2 separate regions of the Rattus norvegicus genome follow, and region 2 is linked to region 1. The links are chromatin contacts, called in public Hi-C maps. All regions are on one chromosome and are shown on one strand. Each heading gives the region's core, a stretch centred on a gene start, on an enhancer-like site or on the middle of the called end of the contact. The rest is flanking DNA. Distances are from core to core; before and after follow the strand shown.

Region 1 (7,562 bases), core at 3,731-6,230:
GCCATCATCGTATCCTCTCTTGTGTTGTAAGAGCCCTGGTGCGTCTTCCTCCCAAACAGGCCATGATTTACTTTATTTAATAATCAAGGAAGTTTGCAGCCATCCGCATCTGGTGCAGTTGGGAATCTGGGCACCTTGGTATTGCTGATGCCCTTTGCTAGATCTCTCTAGCTTCTGCTTCTGTCTGCTTCCGTTTTCCACACTGCGTCACCAAGTGCACTGTGGGACAGAACTTTCCCCACATTCCCCAGGATCACCCACTTATAACTCGCTCCTCCATTACAGCCAGCTTGAGTGCAGCGACATGAGAACTCAGAAGGAAATGATAAAGCAACAGGTAATGTGTGTTGTGGATGCAGAGAGCTCAGTGGCTCTGTGGCCTGGGTTTTGTTTGCTATTGCAGTGTGAGGATGGAGCTCCTTAGAGACACTAGGCATGTGCTGTGTGACTCTCGGCTCCAAGCTCTGATACCCTGGTCTGTGCCTTGTGGGTGGTGGGACACTCAGTCCCAGGCCCAGTTTGCCTCTTACTTTGTCATTCAGTTCCCTTCCATGCTTTACTCACCTCAAAACAAAAAAGACTAGGCTTGCTAGCCTGTCCATTCCCTTCTTAATTACTCTAAAGTTTCATAAATACTATAAAATCACTCATACAAAGAATGTGTATGAGATATTCTCATCTTTATGAGGAATAAGAAATGAAGGAAATGGAGTTCGTGGGAATACTTGCCCCACTTTCAAGTGACTGAGTTTTAAAAGCCACAAAAAGCCTGAGCACAGTTTGACTTCTACTTTGATATTGTCACCGTCACCAGTGACCCTGCCCTTACAGAAATGCCCCTTTAATAGAAACAAGACCAGAGACCCCTCTCCTCTGAAAACAGAGGACAAGATCTTGCCTGTGTTCATCCATAATCCACTGAGTGTGTAAGTCTCCCCCAAAGTCAGATGTTGCATGCCGTTCCTTGCAGGACTGGCTAGAAATGACTGATGCTCCCTGGGACCAAAGTAGAGTCTGAAGAGAACATAGCAGGAAGAGAGCCCTGTGGTGGCTGTGACGGCCCTGACGCCAAGTGCGTCAGGTCAATTCCATTGGGCACTCACATGTTTATTGTATGATAGAATCTGAACTAACACAGGAACACCTACAGCCATGTTGAGTGTGCCCTAGCAGTCCTCAGAGCAAAGCAGGGAGGTCAGCGTGAGGGAGATCCAGCACAGTGCATTTGTTCACTGAGAGGCTCGCTATGCAATAATTCCAACCAAGGCTCCCAAATTCTCAAGTTCTCCCAGCTGCACCAGCTTCTGACGGCCATAGTTTCCTTGATTATTAAATAGAATAAATTATAGTAAAACTCATTTGCTGTTTGCTTGTTTGTTTAAGACACGATTTCTCTGTGTAGCTCTGGCTATCCTGGAACTCTGTAGCTCTGTAGACCAGGCTGGCCTCAAACTTAGAGATCTGGTTGCACCTCTTCCCCCCGACTCCCCCTGTGCTAAGATCAAAGGCATATATATACCACCACTGCCTGGCTTATGGTAAAATCTTAATTCTCTGTTATTTTATACCTGTAATTGGCAACTTGTTCATGTATAGCGTGGGGCCAGACACTAAAGTTAACTGCACAGCAGTTGTCTCCTCTTGCTTTGTGTAGGAATCAGAACTCACTCCTGTGCTGTATTCATGCTGTGCCAATGAACTGGACGTTTTTACAGACTGAGAAATAAGCACACATACCATCTCATGGGTGGCTCCACTTTACTGCTTGGATTTGACTTTTTAAATTTAAATTTTAAAATTTTATTTTAAAAAGGTGTAAAAGAGAATGTGTTTGCTGCTGCAATTTAAGAGCGTCATTTAAAATCCGATTTGGAAGATTCCTATATTTTGGAGTAGTTTGAACAGTTACCAGGTGCTCGCCAAGTAAACTGTGTAAGGGGCTTGAGAGGTGGCAGAGCACTGGTTTCTCTTCCTGAGGACAAAGGCTGCACTCCCAGCACCCACATGATGGTGGGTCCAGCTACCAGTGACCCCAATGACCTCCTAGCTCTGCCCCTCCACATCTGGTTATTGCTGCACTCAGCTTTTAAAAATGGGCTCTGAGAATCAAACATGTCTCCTACTTGCAAGAGGCAGTCTCCTTCCAACTGAGCCACTTCCAGCTCAGTCGGTTACTTCCTGCCTAGCTTAAGCACGTTGTCTCTCTGTAAAATAAATGTCAGAGGGAGCCATCTTGGCATCTATTATAGCCCACTTAAGTGTCTGCTTTCCAAATAGATTTAACATTTGACCTAACAGCATAATAACAGTACAGAATACAAAGTTAACTGCTGAACTTATTTGTTAAAATGTAAGTTTCAAAATGGACCTGCATGGAAAGGTTAAAGAAGCCAGGCACAGAACCACACACCAGGAGCAGTCTCAGCTTCTTAGGAGACCGGGGTGAGAGGACTCTTGAGTCCAGTTCAAGGCTGGTCTGTCTAGGCAATGAATTAACAAGAACCTCAATAAAATAAATCATTGATGAGGGGTTTGGGGAGAGGGCCCAATCATAGACTGCTTGCTTCACCATCATCACGAGCTCAGTTCAGATCCCCAGCACCCATGAAAAAGTCTGGCATGATGGCACATGACTGCAGTCCCACCACTGTCACAAACAGGCAGCCCCTAGACCTCGGGAGCCAGCCTAGTAGACCTGCTGAGCTCCTGGTTAAGCAGGAGACTTTGTCTCAAAACCTAAGATGCACAGGCTGGGGAACTGCTTGTGTGGTGAAGGGGCTGCTGTACCAGGATGAGAACCTGAGTTTGGATTCCCAGTCCTCACGTAAAAGCCAGGTACAATGTCTAAAACCCTAGCACTGGGCCGAGCATAAGTGGGGAGGCAGAATCGGGCTGATTACATTGACCTCTGACCTCCTCATACACACTCAAATGTACAGGCACACACGAACATGTACACATACACAGAAGAGTTATTATTAAAGAAGAATAGTCATAAAAGTCTACAAATGAATTGACCTGGAAAATTAAACAAGTTAAACATTTCTGGCTTCTAATTATAAAACAATTCTGGGCTGTGTTGTTCTGTCTCCTTGAGAAAACATTTTTTACATTGACCTATGAAGTAATGAGTTTCATGATTACATTGTGAGTATTCTTATTGTTCTGTTCATTTTCACTCCTTTGCTACTCTCCTAAGTCCTTCCTCCCCCAGGATCCCTTCCTGTGTTCATATCACATGTGTATTAAATTCTGCATGAGAAAAGACATGATAGTTTTCCATCCCCCCCATTATATTCTCTTGCTCCCCTCCCCTTAGATTCCATAGTACCCCTTCCGCTTTCATGTCATATATATACATGTGCATATATATGCACATATGGATTTAACATATATATTCCACATACTTGCAATATTTGTTTGTTGTGATACTTATTTTGCTTAGCATGATAATGGCCAGTCCCATCCCTTTCTTGAGAATGACATAATTTCATTTTCTTTTTTCTAAGATGGCCCATGGCACAGACTGGCCCTAGACCTTCTATGTAGTGGAAAGTAACCTTGAACTCTTCTCCTCCTGCCCCTGCCTCCTACATGCTCATATTATAGGCATTCCCCTCCATAGCTTACCCTATTTAGTTTTTCATTACCACAGAATTAAAACTCCACTGTGTCTACATATCACGTTTTCTTTATTCATTCATCTGTAGAACATAGTTGTCTATCATGTGAATACTAATGCATGAACATAGATGTACATGCATTTCTGTGACATCCTGACATACATCTTTTTTGCAAACATAGGTAGCCAGGAGCAATGTTTCTGGATCTTTATGTGCATGCAATCGTGTGTGTGTGTGTGTGTGTGTGTGTGTGTGTGTGTGTGTGTGTGTGTCAGGGTTTCTCTGTATAACCACTCTAACTCTGTCCTGGATTCTCTCCATAGATCAGGTTGGCCTCAAATTCACAGAATTTGAGACCTCCAGATTGACTTTCACAGTGACTGTGCCATTGTGCATTGCCACATGGTTTCTGCCATGATCCTTCTGCCTGCTGTCTTTCTGATGTCTAACTCTACTCCTCCATCGTGGTCAGGGAACTGCTCTGTTTTTTTAATTTATTGAGGTTTGCTATAAGATCCAAAATATAATTGCATGGATCAATGTTTGAAAAGGATGTGTACCCTATCGTGCTATTTTATGAAGTATTAATTACTATGCTGGTTGATAACACCATTGAAGTTTTTCTACGTTTGCTGATTTTCTAATGGTTCTGTTTGTTGCTAAAGGGGGACACATACGTTATGACCCTTCTAATCAGCCTCATAGATAGATGTTACTTAGCCTTTTATAGTCTCCTCTTTCCCTAAAGTGATCGACATATTGCTCCTGTGTTAAAATCCCTGTGAGTTTACTGTTTTGTGTCTCACAATTCCTTTTGTTGTTTCATCCATAGTTTTTCCTACAAGTAAGAATATTTGAGTCACATTCTCTGGTAAATATACTCTTGAAGAAAATTGATCTGTTTCAAACACGGGAATGGAAAAGTTCACTTTGCAAGGTTGCCGCTCATTAAAGGACTGCTTGTGTTACAGAGGGGGCAGAATCTGTGAAGTTCTTAAGGCTAAAGGGCAAGTGTTTTCCAGTTTCCCATGGTCTCCTCTTAGCAAAGTGCTTTCATACTTGGAGGGTGACTGAAAATGAATGAAGGTTGGATGATGTGAGTCAGCCTCAAAACAAAGACACCCACTCCGCTTGGCTTGTCTCAGGCCCGCCTCGCCAGCTGTTTGATGACTGGCTGGCTTTATTCCAGTCAAATAAAGCACTCAAAGAAAGACTTACATACAAGATTGAAACCTAATTTAACTTTCGATCAAGTAAAAAATATTTTAGATTTACTGTTTGTGACACTTGGGAAGAAATAGACCATTCAGGTTTAATACTTTGCCTCCTTTCCTGAGACTTAACTGACTATGATTAATGTAGATGTATTGATTTAACTACACTCATGCTTTGAATGAAAGGCCATTATTTTACTTAGACATTCCTTTTTTTTTTCTTTTAAAGATTTATTTATTTATTATATATAAGTACATTGTAGCTGTCTTCAGACACACCAGAAGAGGGCATCTGATCCCATTACAGATGGTTGTGAACCATCCATCATATGGTTGCTGGGATTTGAACTCAGGACTTCTGGAAGAGCAGTCAGTCCTCTTTACCACTAAGCCAGCTCTCCAGCCCCTCTATGACTTTTTTTTTTAATTAGGTATTTTCTGGGGAGAGCCACAAGCTTGGCGGCATCAAGATTATCACTGTTTGGGTAGCATATAAAAATATCATTGACCTGTTAATTAACGTGTTTAAAACATTCTGAGGAATCAACTTTCTGTCAAGATGCCAGAACTCTCAAGTGAGATTGTGTCTCTCCTTATTAATACAAGTCTACTTGCTTAATGGCCTTCATCTGTTATTATATTTTAGTGATCAAAAACCCCTTAACATACTCAAAGGAATCTTACTAGACCAGAGAAAGGTCAGCTATGCCAGTGGTCAGGATCTAGACACAGTAACACCAGCTTCTTGACCTCTTATCCAAAGAGTTAAAATAAGGCCTCAGTAGCCAGGCAAACTTTATTCAAAAGCAAATCCATAGAACAGATTAGAGCATTCACTATCAAGAGTGGCAGTGGTCCCTAGAGCGAAGATACTCGAGGGCCCCAGGAACTGTTTGAAGCTTTCTTTTATGGGGTCCAAAAGAAGTAGGAGATTGGCTTCCAGAGGACATTATGAAAGAAGGTCTCTCTTTTGATTGGTAGATTAAGTCTTAAACAATTTTTCTACTGCACACCTTTGTTCCCAGGATGTATCTAATTTTAAGCTCATGTACCCCATTATGCATAGGCATACGATGACAAATAGGGAGATTCTTCTCAAAAGTCACCTGAGGATGCAGTTTCGCCTTACTGTTCATGTAACTAAAACCTATTGCACTGGATTAGACTCTCCATTTTTTTGTACTGGATGAACTGGAAATGTATTTGAATAGAGGCTGATTACTCTTGACAGAGGAAGTTATCGCTTGTGGGCAGCCTGATGTCTGAGGCAGTGCCATAGGTTGAAGTTGTCTTGTTTAGAGAGCAGTATATATACACAGTAGGTGCAGGTGAAGGCGTCATTAGGAAGAGGGGCATTCTCCACCAAAACCAAGTGGGGTCCAAACCACTCAGCTATTTACTTTGCCTCCACTTTCCTTTTCTATCCTACCGTAGTCATCCTGCTACCTTGAGAAAATACACGAGCTTACCCCTCGAAAGGAAGAGGCATCATCCGGCCCATGGCGGATATGTGCCTGCCAGGTTAGAAGAGTCGCTCAGAGCGGGATGCTCCTCTGCCTCACCTGCTCGCCTGTCTGAGTGGAGCTAGCTAAGCATAAGACTTTCCCGCCCCGATCCAAACAGAAACGATTATATCACACTGCTTCCTGCTTTGTATGCAAGATGAATGAGATCATCTTGAGAACGATTTGTTTCGTTTTCTTCAGTTGCTTTTCCTCCCTGCCCAGTCCTCTGTCATGCATTAAGATAATAATATCCCTCTCTGCCTGCTGGCCGTCACATATGCAACCTAAGTTCCGCAACCTTCCTGTCCCTAACACACGAATGTCCCTAACAAGTTCTGTGGTTGAGCAGAGTCCACTGAGAGAAGTGGTTGGGTGTGTGGATCTTCTCAAATATCTGGTTCCTTAGGTCTAACAGATTCGTAGTTGAGTTACTGACAATGCCACTGACAGTCTATAGCCACTTCTGCCCACACATCAAGTATTTAATTTAAACTTACGACTTCTGTTTCACGTTGTGAGAAGGCTCAGAACAGAATGAATCAGTGTCAGAGTAAGGCTATTGCCGATTAGCAGCTGCTTTGAACTGTTCTTACTTTCCCTAAGAAGGACTCTGAAGCTTGAAATAAGTTTTCTTTCTAAGTTGATCCTTTCTCCACTTGGTAAGCACTGCATTTTTTTCTCTGCAGAATGCAGCATGCTGTCCACCATGTCCTATCCCTCATCTAACTTTGCTCATCTCACCTGTCAGGCACATAGCGGACATGGGCCTGGCGGTGCCTCTTCCTTTCACGGGGAAAGTTCGTGTATTTCTTAAGGCAGCAGGGTGCCTACAGTAGAAAGATTCTGCTAAAGTTCTAAGAAAAGGGAAGTGTGGAGCTGGAGAGAGTTCAGTGGTTAAGAGAACTGGCTGCTCTTCCAGACGTCCTGACTTGAGGTCCCAGTGCCCATACCAGGCAGCCCATAACCAACCACCTGCAAGTACCGGTTCAGGGATCTGATGCCTTCAGGCCTGCACAAGACCTGCTCACACACGGCCCTGAAGACGCGTGCACACATGCGTGTGTGCACGAACACTGCTTTCCAAGAAGGATGAGATATGTGGTCAGAGACCATGAGCCTGAGAGAGAGCTGCCCTGTGGACAGGAAGATAGGAAGTGCTAGTGGCTACTTGAGGCCAGAGTGTGGTAAAGAGGGAGGAAGTGTTTGAAAATGACCTGAAA
Region 2 (6,866 bases), core at 1,981-4,480, 110 kb after region 1:
TATGAGCCCGTGAAGCTTGGAGGCAAAGCCTCTGCTTTCTCAGCCATCTCATTCATTCAGCTATTTGTTAAAAAGTGAAACACACGCCTCTCATCTGCCAGCCTCTCTTGGAGTTTGTATCTAAGAGGAATGAAAGCCTATGTTAATAGCATGTTCATGAATGACTGCAGCACCTTTTTTGGTGGTCCCTGATTGAGGGTGTTTTATGATCTCGCAACTTACAGTATTGTGAAAGTGACATGCACCTAGTAGAAACTCCGGTGGAAATTACAAATTCTTTATATATATGTACACCCCCCCCCCTAATATAAAGACAGAGCGTCTCTACATAGCTTGGACTTCCTGGAACTTGCTACATGGACAAACTGGCCTCCAGTTCACAGAGATCTGCCTGCCTCTACCTCCCCAGTACACCCTCATGCCCAGCCAAATTACAACTTCCTATCTTCTCCCAAGAACGTGCTAGGCGTCTAAGGCTTTCTCCTGAGCAGTAGCACAGCTCCAGACAACCAGGTGATCCAGACAGTAAACAACCATTCAAACCTGGTAACTCACACCGGTAATCCTAGCATTTGAGACAACACAGGTGGGTTACTGCAAATGGGAGGCCAGCCTGGGCTACAGTGAGTTTTAGGCTAGCTTAGGTTACAAGTACCCTGTCAATAATAATAATAATAATAATAATAATAATAATAATAATAAATAATAATAAATCAACTGAGGATGATCTGTGGCACACAGTGCACTGCTCAGCTGTGGCGCTCTGTAGATTGGGCGTGATAACTTTATTTCCGTTTATGATATTTTCAATTTACTATGGGTTTATTGAGATGGAATGTCATTAGAAATCAAAGTACACATGAAGATGACTTGATGGAGTGGGCTCTCTTCTTCCTCCATGTGTCCTCTGTGACCAACCTCAGGTCGTCAGGCAACGCCGCACGCACCTTTAGCACTGAGATATTTCTTGGCCCAGTTATCCGCAGTTCTAAAATTCTTCACACCCCTCCCTTTTCATTCCTTCCTTAGGACCAGCTCTGGCTGGTTTTGAACACACAGTGATCCACCTACCTCTACCTCAAGGGTCCTAGGACTGAGGGAGTGCTCTGTCTGTCACATTCATTCTTGAACACAGCATTACTTCTGCCTGGCAGTGAGTTAAGTGACTAGAGGAACCTTCGGGTGCGCTGACAGAGCCCACGAGGACTAACAATACTCTGTGAGTGTTAGCAGCAGTGACCAGAACACCATGTACTTTGGAGAGGATAATGGTTGTCTAAAGGAACAGAGCAAATGTTAATGCTGGTTTTGAAGCCACACAGGGGGACAGGAGTGTTAAATTCCCATAGTTGTGACAGCCGATACTATCGACTGGCAGTATCATTTCATGTCACAAACCTTTGAAACTCTGCAGTCCTTAATGACAACCTGGAAAGTGCTAGAAACCACACCTCCAATGACAGAACCGAATAAAAATCCCCAAGCTTTCTTTCAAGTATGATTTAGGAGAGTCAAGTGGCATTGCCCACGGCTCCTTACCCACTGCAGCCAGAGGCCCTGAGGTTTAGGGTTCTGGAGAAGAGCTAGGGGGTGAGGGCTGTAATTTCGACTTCATATCTGGCTCAAGTATTGGCTCTAAAAAGTGGGTTTGGTCTTGTGGACGACAGAGAGCCACTATCACCGGACTGGAAAAACAGCTCCAACTGCTTGTATTGTCATACTGGGTCAGCTGCATCATCTTTCTGTGGAAAGAATGCCCTAATTATTCTAAGTACCTTCAGAATCAATCAGTAAATCATTGGAAGTCCTTTCACGTTTCTGCCTATTTGACTCGTTATTGGTCTATCACATTGTACCTTACATCCTTGATGGAAAAGTCTTTCAGCTAACAGAAATTTTGTGCCCTTTCTCTTCTCTGTAGCTCAGACAGACCTCGAGTTCAAGTGTACAGCAATCCTCCTTGTGCCAGCATAGAAAGCTTGGGACACAATGGACGCTGCACTCCCTTATTTCTATCCCAGAAAGGTTTCGACTTGGGCTATTTGGGTTTCTCTTTCCATGCAGGCAGCAGCCTCTTCTGGAATGTCAGCTTGTATTTGGGAAACATAAACCAACATACTGGGACTCAGAGGACTGAAACCTGTCCTAGATGTGCCCAAAGACACCAAGGCAATCGGTGACACTCTGGAGGCAGTGGTGGTGCTCACATTAGGAATTTGAGTTGCAGCCTTCAAGCCACTAAAACGGATTATGAAGTCTACCGATTAAGTTTTGGGGAAGTAAACGAGCTAACCTTTCAAAGACATACAGTCCAGTGTAGTTCCAGGAACAAGGCAGGGGACAACGCTCTGTTCTCATCTTTCCTTTATCAGTTTGCCTTTGAGATCAGAAGAAAGGAAAGGGACGGGAAAGTATACAAAGTGCTGGATTCAAAGAGATTCCTGATTAAAAAAACAAACAAAAGCAGGTAGACTTCACAGTCAAGGCAGTCCTCTAATTAAAAACAAACGAACCACCTAGACTCTTGGGCTGGCTGAACTCCTGGTGAAGATGATTGCTGAGGGTAACTGGTGTGAATCCAGAAAAGGACTTGAAAAGTCGCCCAACCCCTGCCCCTGGCTTTGCCACAGCATTTCCCCACTTTCTTTCGCTCTGCATTCAAAGTTTAGACAGAATGAGGATTTTGGCCAAGAGGCAGAGGTCAATCCCACAGGTACGACCCACAGGGGAGGGAGACTTGGCAGGTGTCTGTGCAGGCCTCCCGGACCTGGCACGTGGGCTTGAAGGCTGATCCCGGGGTTTCCAGCGCAGCATCTGGGCGCGCTGTAGCCGGGGAGGAGACGGATGGAATGGCTGGTCAGCGGCGGGCCAGCTCGGGGAGCTTCCTGTCCTTTCCATCGTACCAGTGCACGAACGCCTGAGAGTTGATGAGAACCAAAGCGGCTGGGAAGCCCCTAGGCGCCGGGGCGGGGCGGCCGCAGCCCGCTGACCAGCCGGGAGGAGGGGCGCCGAGGTCTTCGGTGGCGTGAGGGCGGGGCCAGGGGCTGGGACCCGCGGGAGGGAGCGCCGCGCCCGCCGCGCTGCCATTGGCGGGGAAGCCCCGGAGCAGGCGAGGGGGAGGAGGCGGCACTCCATTGGTCCGGCTCGCTGGCCAATCCCTAGAGGCCCGGGTGCGGGGGGGTGGGGACCTGGCTGGGGCCAGAGCGTGCGGAGCGGCAGAGCGAGCAGCTAGCAGGGCAGCCGGTCCCACTCCAGTGCGACCCGGAGCCTCCGCGGGACTCGAGTCCGAGCGAACCTCGAAGCATCATCCGCGTCCGTCTGCCGCGTTCCGGCTTCTGCGCCGCGCAGAGTAGCGAGCTTGTGCATCACCCGCGCGGCCACAGCTGGGGGCTAAGAGCAGGGACACCGAGGGTGACTGACCCCGACTCCGAGCGCAGCCCCTTCCTGTGGTCCGAACAGCCATGACCCACTTCAACAAGGGCCCTTCCTACGGGCTCTCCGCCGAGGTCAAGAACAAGGTACGCGCGCGGGGGAACTGGGGGTCTCCCGGGCCGGGGGGTGGGGGGGAGGGCTGCGAGCCGCGGCGGAGCGACTTCGAGGCAGCGGGAGAGATAGATGCTTCCCGGCTCGCTGAGCCGGCTCGCACGCGCTGGTCCTGGCTTTGTTCCCGCGCCTAGCCTCCGGCGGGCTGTGGGTTCCTGGACGCCTGGAGTCCCGCAGCGCCGCGGGGCCCGCTCGAAGGTTGTAGGGTGCGCCCCTCCGGGAAGGGGGCGCTCCTGAGTGGCCTGCGGCCCTTAGGCGGGGCCGTGCCTCGCGGCTGGGTCTCAGAGAGTTGCCGCCCCCGCCATCCGCCAGGGCCCGGGCTGCTGTGGGACCCTGCGTCTCCTCCCATCCCCTCCTGGCCCCCTCCTCCCACAAGCGAAGTTGGGCGGTTACGTGTCCAAACCGGGCCCCTCATTGTTCCTTTCCTCCTCCATGGGAGGGGACGCAGAGTGTCCCGCCGACCCCTGGGACCCGCGGGCGGAAAGGAAGCCCGTCGGTGGTGTCTTGATGCAATCGTCGCTGGTGCGGGAAACCCAGACAAAGCCTGAATGCGCAGCAGCCTGCGAGCCGGATCAGCTGTAGATGGGAGACTTAGAAATGCAATCCTGAGAAGTTTGCAGCGCGTTGAATTGTCACGATATCTCGGCAGGGTCGCTTTTGTTCGGGGTTTATTTGCTGTGGCGGGTAGCAATTTTGGAGTGATTGGAATCTGGCTACGCTGCTTTGCCGAGTACTCATCTCAAGAATGCATCAGGGTTTATCTTTCAGACTTTTGGCCTGGGGAAGAGATGAGAGGCGTCCCCCTCCCCAAATCCTCTCCTTCCTTCCTCCCTGCCTGCATTCCAAGTCCATGACATCAGGGGTTTCGGGGAGTGGGGGTGACCAGCCAATCGGCGTGGAACTGCGCACAGACCGCTCATTGTCTCCCTTTTGCTGTTCCGGCCATAGCCCCACAAAGGAGGGCTGCTGTGGTTTAATTCCCATTAACCTCCCGGGAGCCGAAGCATGTCAGGATTGTCACGACGCTGTCCCACCTCCGGTAGAATACTTGGGCATCATCAGGGCAGCGAACACCCTTAGAGTTGGGGGTGTCTGGGGTGTGAAGGGAATTACATAGAAGTAATGAAGCGCACCGTTGTCAGACCCAAGCGAGAGTGGTTTATTCCTTCCCGCTGCTGTGTCTGCCGCACCCCTTTGTACTTCATCTAGAAGATTCTAAGCAATCTTTGAAGCAAAGGGGCTAATTTTATTCTGTGTTAAAAAATTGTAATCTTTGGGGTTTTAGCCTTTTCAAGTGTTTTTGTCTGTTTAAAGGTTTCCCTAAAGAGGCAGAAAAGTTTGTTTGGACGACAGCTCTCGACAACTGAAAACGTCGTTGCAAAATAGCGGTCCTTCCAAGTTTATAGCCCTAGCTTTAGGAAGTCGAGGGCGTTGTCGTGTGAGAACTGGGTGGTTTGTGCCCTGGTGCCGCCTGGCCCAGGATTTGCAATTCCTTCTGGGATTCTGGCGCCCACTGAGTCTCTTTACCTTTGCATTGTAAATGAGGGACTGGTGACTTTGGCAGCCCTACAAGTGACTGGACTTTTCCTGGTTCTTGGTATCCAAGCTTTCTTTTTGCTGACTGGAGTAATAGCTTCTCCCCGTGTAGTTCTCATTGAGCCAACAACTCCAGGAAGGAAATGCAGAGACTCGGGCTGGATCACCGGTACTGGGTACTGCAAGAGTTGGGAACTCTAAATCCTCAGCTTTTTGGAAACTTTGGAATGTTGTAAAAGCTGTAGGGGTTAAACACCAAGCCCATTTAAACAAAACAAAACACCCCCTTTAGTTTCTGTAGGGCTGTCGTCCAGGACCCTTTCATAAAAATCCTTTTGATCTCCCTAGATCTGTGCTCTGTGAGGTGGGAGCCTCACTGGGATTCCAGCACCCCGTTTTCCGATAGGGTGTGACTGGCCCAAGGTTGCTGGAGAAACTTGGAGTATTCTAAGAATTTCAACAAGCAGTGTCTTAAGTATAGATATGTTCAACTGCAAGACCTGTTGTCTGTCCCTGCCCATCCCCTATTTCGGTCATCCACCTGTCACTACTTGACATTGTAATTATTCCTGTAACAATATTTGTCATCTGTTCAGGGCTCCAAAACCAGATCTGCACATTTGAATGAGATGTTGGGTTTTGGACAAAAAGAGCGGACATATGGAAACTGGAATTTGACATTGCGTCTTCACAGTTATGCCTGCCTTTTTTTTATGTATAATTTATGACTTGATTAAATATCAGGATTTTGTTGTATCATTTTATGTGTATGGGAGTTTTGTTTGCATATATATGTTTGTGTACCATGTGCCTACAGTGCCTGGGAAGGCCAGGAGAGGGCTTTGCATCCCCCTGGAACTGGAGTTGATGATTTGAGCCACCAGGTGGGTCCTGGGGGTCTAACCCAGGTTGTCTGCAAGGGCAACCAGCACTCTTAGGCATTTAACTATAGCTCCAGTCCCCCTAGTTTTGTTCCTTAAAATATCATTTAAGTCCTGAGGAGGGAGTGTGGAGTGAAGAGTTCAGCAGATGTCAATTCTAAGTCCCCCTTGGCCAGTCCCTGCTTCCGATGACGTGGGCTGGCTGTCGGAATCCCGATTAATGAAATGGAAGGGGATATTGTCACCCCTGAAACACTTTGTCATGGAGGAGTGTCCACTTGGTTATTGTTCAGTGACTGTCTTGTGAGTCAGCTCTAGTAAGAGGGGCTTGTCCTTTCTCCATTCGTCTGCTCTGCTCTCCTAAGAGTTCTCTTTGTATCACACAGCGTTGAGCTTATACTTTAGTAGTGAAAGCAGCCCACTGACGGACTGAAGGAGTCTTTGATCTTCAATGCTTCGAATCTGTAAAATTCCTGAGCAGCGTCTTTGGAAATAACATTTATTTGGTGGGATGCCAATACGTAGCAGAAACATACGAACTTCTGTAAAAAGCTGGGGGGTGGGGGGGCAAGAAAATGTGGAAACCTGGATTTAAAAATAGTAGAGTCCTCAGCGTGTGCTGTGAACAGGCTGTTTCTGCTTTGCTTTCTTGACACCGGGTGTGAAGGCTGTGAATGGAGTGAAGGCTGGTCTTGAACTCCTATTCCTGCCTTTGCCTCCCAGTTGAGAGCTGGATTACAGGCACGCACACACCATAGCCAGCCTGTCTTTAAATAACAACAAAAGAAAGAAGCAATAAAAGGACCAGTGCCTGTGATCCACATTGAATCCAAATGGGGCCCTTCGAGTCGAAGTGGACCCTGAAGGAGGACGGGTTCTCTCATAAGTGATGCTGTCTGTCCCGGT

The links. Hi-C and Micro-C count contacts between places; a contact is called where the count stands out from the background.
Region 2: a Hi-C map of the A7r5 cell line shows a contact between it and region 1, with 2.6 times the contacts expected there. The contact joins the promoter of Cnn3 here to the enhancer-like site in region 1. A contact is called at or near these places in 3 of 12 Hi-C or Micro-C datasets (the A7r5 cell line, hepatocytes and kidney).

Annotation. Positions count from the first base shown.
Region 1 is chr2:212,088,796-212,096,357 of GRCr8, forward strand. The region is part of intron 3 of Alg14 (ALG14, UDP-N-acetylglucosaminyltransferase subunit); the gene reads left to right. Among named protein-coding and RNA genes, the nearest start is that of Alg14, 40 kb to the left of the region's middle. Within about 2 kb of position 4,981, at least 6 of the 93 cell types and tissues checked have an H3K27ac peak or open chromatin away from gene starts, as enhancers often do. A contact at or near this core is called in the A7r5 cell line, where this site is marked.
Region 2 is chr2:212,200,431-212,207,296 of GRCr8, forward strand. Cnn3 (calponin 3) reads left to right here and starts at 3,231. Exons shown (of 7, transcript NM_019359.2): 1 at 3,231-3,518. The coding sequence starts at 3,462.